Linked DNA regions of Hordeum vulgare: region 1 is linked to region 2. Evidence: chromatin contacts called from public Hi-C data. All regions are on one chromosome and are shown on one strand. Each heading gives the region's core, a stretch centred on a gene start, on an enhancer-like site or on the middle of the called end of the contact. The rest is flanking DNA. Distances are from core to core; before and after follow the strand shown.

Region 1 (2,700 bases), core at 166-2,665, 110 kb before region 2:
AATGGAAATGATGGCGTCTTCAAAGCATTTTTCAGACATTGCTGCTCCGATTTGCCACTGCTGCTCTGATTTGCCCTGCCCCGTTTTTATCCGTCTCCAGAGACCAACCGATCTCCAGGCTCTGCAGCGAGTCATCATTTGTGATGGTCCAGAGTGCGCGAGCAGAAATGCTCGGTGGCTGGTGGTAAATAATGGTGTGAGTTGCGGTTAAGCGAAACGACTGGCCTCGATGCTCTCTTCCTCGGTGTTGCAGCAGTTTCGGCATTTTGTTTCTCAATCCTTTCGCCGTTTGGGCAGTGCGGTCGCCATGCGGATTGACAGAGTCGTTTTAGAAATACTCCTGAATATAATACGTTTTAGAAATTTCAATACGCACTACACACATAAAAAATGAATGAATATATGTTTTAAAGTATGTCTACACACATAACAAAAAGATTTATATTTGAAAACGGAGGAAGTAACGTATAAATGTTTCAACGGGCGTGACAAAATGTAAGGAAACATGTGAGCTGCCAATTAAAGATAGACTGATCAGCTCCTTGCCTGTTGTATGTTCGTGGCACACAGTGCTAATAAATCGGCGTAACAGGCAGCGCAGATTTTCCCACCGGAAAAGCCCCCCGTGATGCCGCCCGTGAGGCCGTGATCGCCCCCCGTAACAGTCGTGCCACCATATGTTTATTCACTCGGCCGGTGACACCACTGTGCTGCACTGCTGTCCGCTGCGGTGCTGCCTAATGGTGGCGGGCGGCCTGACCGCACAGTCTAAAGCTCAGGCTTAACAGAGCGCCTGCTTGTCTCATTTCGAAAAACAGGCATGGGCGGATTCCCTTCGGCATGTGAGCTGAAACCCGCGTGATCGATTGGTGCACTGCACTGCACTGCACTGCATTACACCGCACAGGGCTCAAGTCCCCATCAGCGGCGTCGCGTTTGCTGTAGCGTGCACACCTCACCCCCCTTGTTGTCGATCCGGTTCTGAGTTCTCTCTCCCGCTCGATCTTTCCGTGGTGGGTGAAACCGTCAAGGCAACATGCATGCATGGCGTTGCTGGCTGCGGCAGCTCTAGCTAGCTAGCTTGCCGACGAGCAACATGATAATGGTAGTGCAGTGCAGTGCAGTACTAGTAATTACAGTGCTTGGTAGGCAACGCCACATGTTTCTCCCTTTTAGGGCACCTACCGGCTACCGCTTAGCTTGGCTTCACTGACGAACTGACGTTTTGTTAGCATTTTTAGGCTACATACATACATATATGCAGCTTCAGAGACCAGAAGTTTTCGTAGCTTAAATTTGCCGGAGTAGCCCACAGGCCACACCAGAGAAAGAGGAAGCTGCACAGCATGTGGGGAGGGGTTTACCTGAACCACTATCCTGGGTGGCCCTGCTCGGTTGGCCAGTAGTTGAATGCCCATTTATTCCCCTGGCCGCTGCAGGAGCATTTAGCAATCTTGGATGCAAGCTGCGTCTTTGCAGTGCAGGCTAGCGGCATCTCCCTGTGCCCATGCAATGCACAGATGCGTGCATGTACCTCCAGCTCCAGGCCTGCCTCTCACAGGTCGCAACTTGATCGATCCACGGATGGCTGCCACCACCGCCTGCCGGAGCATTGTGGGCTCGTTCCATCTCAGCGCAGTGAACGATCCCAATTTTCTACTCACTCCGCTCACAAATACTCCTATAAGATGTTCCAATTTTGTTGTAAACCAGATGTACATTGACATGTATTAGCGTGTTTGTTCACTCGTTTTAGTTTGTATGTAACCGACGTTAAAATATCCAAAACATATGAACGGAGACAGCACCAAACAAGGCAGGTAGCCATGCAAGCTAACTGCAGATCACCCGTACAGGTTACACTATTATTAGTACGAGTAGTACGTAGCATGCTTGTGCGTGCACGCTAAACTGGTAATTATTGTGTCCCTGACAAGAAGAGTCAAGGTCTTTTGGCTGGTGAGGGCCAGAAGGATGCATCAAAGAGGTCATTATGGGCAAAAAGCTGTACCTTTCCAAGATGCACGTCGGTGGAGCGCTGGAAAAGAGCGATAGAGCTGTGAAAGAGGACCCCATGCAATGGCTCCAAACTTGCATTGCCGTCTTGTCTCGGTCATGCATATGCACTTCCACGCGAGCAAATTTTATGTGTCTGGATAACATTTTTTTTAAACGTGGGGCAAAAGATTTGCCCTTTTCATTAATTAAGAGAGGAAGAAGTCTCGCAAGGTTACGTGATATAGAGAAAAACACCCACACCACACAAAAAAGACGCTACTCTACCGGCAGAATGTTCCCTAGATGTTTCGCATCTGCAATAGCCTAGAGTCTCGCCATGCCCTGGATGGTGCGGAGAAGGATGGTTGATGGTGTGAATTTGCTTCTAAAAACCCTTGTGCTCCTTTCATCCCAAATTATCTTGCAAACCAGCATAGTGAGAGAAGACATCGGCCTTCCATGGATCCTCTGGGTGCAGGCCATGTCAAATCACCAATCTTTGATGCTCCTATAGTTTGCCGAACCACAGACATCCGAGCTGACCATTTGAAGCCAATCCTTCATCAAGCCCCATAGCCTCATCGTGTAGCAACACTTGATGAGGAGATGCTCGACGGTTTCCTGCTCCCTCGTACAAAGGGGGCAAGGGCCACAGTTTGGCCACCCCCTCTTGGCCAATCTGTCCACCGTCCAGATTTTGTT
Region 2 (2,700 bases), core at 142-2,641:
GTTATGGAGGCAAACCTTGGAATCAAAAGGTTTTAGACTTAGTAGGACTAAGACAGAGTACATGAGGTGCGCTTTCAGTACTACTAAGCACGAGGAGGAGGGGGTGTTAGCCTTGATGGGCAGGTGGTACCTCAGAAGGACACCTTTCGTTATTTGGAGTCAATGTTGTAGAAGGATGGGGATATCGATGAAGACATGAACCATCGAAATAAAGCCGGATGGATGAAGTGGCGCCAAGCTTCTGGCATTCTCTGTGACAAGAGGGTGCCACAAAAGCTAAAAGGCAAGTTCTATAGGACGGTTGTTCGACCCGCAATGTTGTATGGCGCTAATTGTTGGCCGACTAAAAGGCGACATGTGCAATAGTTAGGTGTGGCGGAGATGCACATGTTGAGATGGAAGTGTGGCCATACAAGGAAGGACCGAATCTAGAATGATGATATACGAGATAGAGTTGGGGTAGCGCCAATTGATGAGAAGCTTGTCCAACATCGTCTGAGATGGTTTGGGCATATTCAGCGCAGGCCTCCAGATGCCCCAGTGCATAGCGGATGGATAAAGCATGCTGATAATGTCAAGAGAGGTCGGGATAGACCGAACTTGTCATAGGAAGAGTTCGTAAAGAGAGATCTAAAGGATTGGAGCATCACCAAAGAACTAGCCATGGATAGTGGTGCGTGGAAGCTTGCTATCCATGTGCCGGAACCATGAGTTGGTCGCGAGATCTTATGGGTTTCACCTCTAGTCTACCCCAACTTGTTTGGGACTAAAGGCTTTGTTGTTGTTGTTGTAACACTAAATAATGGGACATAAAGTTAGTAACAACACCTACAACAGTTGCGCACAGTATGGACAAAAACAATAATTTGGTCAGATTTATGAGTAACAATCTCAAGTTCATCAAATTGCCTGATAGCCTAGTGTGTGTGAGATTACAAGACCATCACGAGGAATCCCCAGATAGATCAAAAACGGCTAAAACCAACCTAAGCAAATCGCAAAAAGTACAAGGAGGCGCATCTAGAAAGACAACCTTGCATCTCCTTGGCGACCTTGGCCTGCATGTCGCGCAGGGCGGCGGCCTCCTCCTCCATCTCCTTGAGCCTACGCTTCATCTCGTCGAGCTCCTGCAGCCGGCGGGAAAGCGCACGGTCAGAACTAAACTAGGTTTAGGGTTTAGCGCGGAGACAGGGATCCGAGGGATGGGGACGGGGGGTGGGGGGAGGGGGAACCTTTGCTGCGTCGTCTCCGGCAGCGGCCATGTCGACGTCGGTGCCTTCCATGTCGCCGTCCACGGGGATCTCCTGGCCGTACACCTCGTGCTCCTCCTCGTCCATGGCCGTCTCTCTTCGATCTAAACCCAGCTCGGGTGGATTTGGGATCGGAGGCGGAGGCGGAGCGGGTGGGCCCGGTACTCCGCTTATGCTTCAGCTGGGCTTGTGGGCCTCGTACTTTTTTTTAGTGTTATGTGCGCCTCGTACTATCATCGGTCGCTCTGGGTGAGATGCTTAATGGACTGTATGCCCATTGGGCCTGGTATATGGGCCCAGGCATTCGGGGGAACGGATGCATTCCCGTTCCTTCTGGAATGTTCAGAACGCTTCTCAAAAAAAAAAAAAAGTTCAGCGCGCAGCTGCGCGGCGGGGCATTCGCGAACCTTCTAAATCATTCCCCAAGCCACGCCGCTGGTATAAATTCCCACAGTTCCCGGCGATCTGCGTCGTGCCAAGGCAGCAAAATCCAGAAACATCCGAGCAAGACAGTCACAGTCAGGGAGAGAAGGGAGAGCGTGGAGAATGGCTTCAAGGGTGGTGGCCTCCAGCAGGATCCCGCTGGTGCGCGCCATGGAGAACCTCCTGGCCGCGTCGTCCGGCCCGGCTCTCAGGCCGGCTGCCGTCTCCGTCGGCGTCCGCGGGTACAACGCCGGCGCGCCCCTCCGCAGCCACGACAGGGACGAGGCGCTCGAAGACACCCGCCACGGCGGCCGCGGCGCGCGCGAGCGCGGTGCCTCCGTGCCCAGCTTCTTCTCAGGTAGCCGTCTTCTCAAATCGTGCAGCTCCAATTGCGGCAGAAACGAATGCGTGGCCAAGCTGCTGTAATTTACAGTATCATTTTCGTGGTGAATTGGTTGCAGATGTGTTCCGTGACCCGTTCAGCGCGCCGCAGAGCCTGGGCCGGCTGCTGAACATGATGGACGACGTGGCGGCGGCGGGGGCCCCCGTCGGCGCCCGCGCGGCGCCGCTGCGGCTCGGGTGGAACGCCAAGGAGGACGAGGACGCGCTGCGGCTGCGGGTGGACATGCCGGGGCTGGGGAAGGAGCACGTCAAGGTGTGGGCGGAGCAGAACAGCCTGGTGATCAAGGGCGAGGGCGAGAAGGAGTCCGAGGAGGAGGACGGCTTCGCCGCGCCGAGGTACAGCGGCCGCCTCGAGCTCACCGGCGACGTGTACCGGATGGACCAGATCAAGGCCGAGATGAAGAACGGCGTGCTCAGGGTGGTCGTGCCCAAGGTCGAGAAGCGCACCGACGTCTACGAGGTCAACGTCGACTAGACACCAGCGTGCCCGAAAGTTTAGCTAGCGCCGTCGAATAAACCGAAATGTCACGAGTTTTTTTCTTCTTCTTCTGTTGGTCATGTCGTGCTGAGGTGCCTGTACGTGTACGAGTATGAATCGACCAAACCGTATGCCCGGTTTTAACTT

What was found. Hi-C and Micro-C count contacts between places; a contact is called where the count stands out from the background.
Region 1: a Hi-C map of seedling shows a contact between it and region 2, with 1.6 times the contacts expected there. The contact joins the enhancer-like site here to the promoter of LOC123405955 in region 2. A contact is called at or near these places in 3 of 6 Hi-C or Micro-C datasets (leaf and seedling).

What each region holds. Positions count from the first base shown.
Region 1 is chr6H:514,817,321-514,820,020 of MorexV3_pseudomolecules_assembly, reverse strand. No RefSeq gene overlaps it. Among protein-coding and RNA genes, the nearest start is that of LOC123405714, 17 kb to the left of the region's middle. Within about 2 kb of position 1,415, at least 3 of the 3 cell types and tissues checked have open chromatin away from gene starts, as enhancers often do. A contact at or near this core is called in leaf and seedling, where this site is marked.
Region 2 is chr6H:514,709,095-514,711,794 of MorexV3_pseudomolecules_assembly, reverse strand. LOC123405955 (polyadenylate-binding protein 2-like) reads right to left here and starts at 1,391. Exons shown (of 6, transcript XM_045099463.1): 1 at 1,233-1,391; 2 at 1,034-1,127. The coding sequence starts at 1,337. LOC123405954 (24.1 kDa heat shock protein, mitochondrial-like) reads left to right here and starts at 1,679. Exons shown (of 2, transcript XM_045099462.1): 1 at 1,679-2,031; 2 at 2,135-2,700. The coding sequence starts at 1,797. The coding sequence ends at 2,550.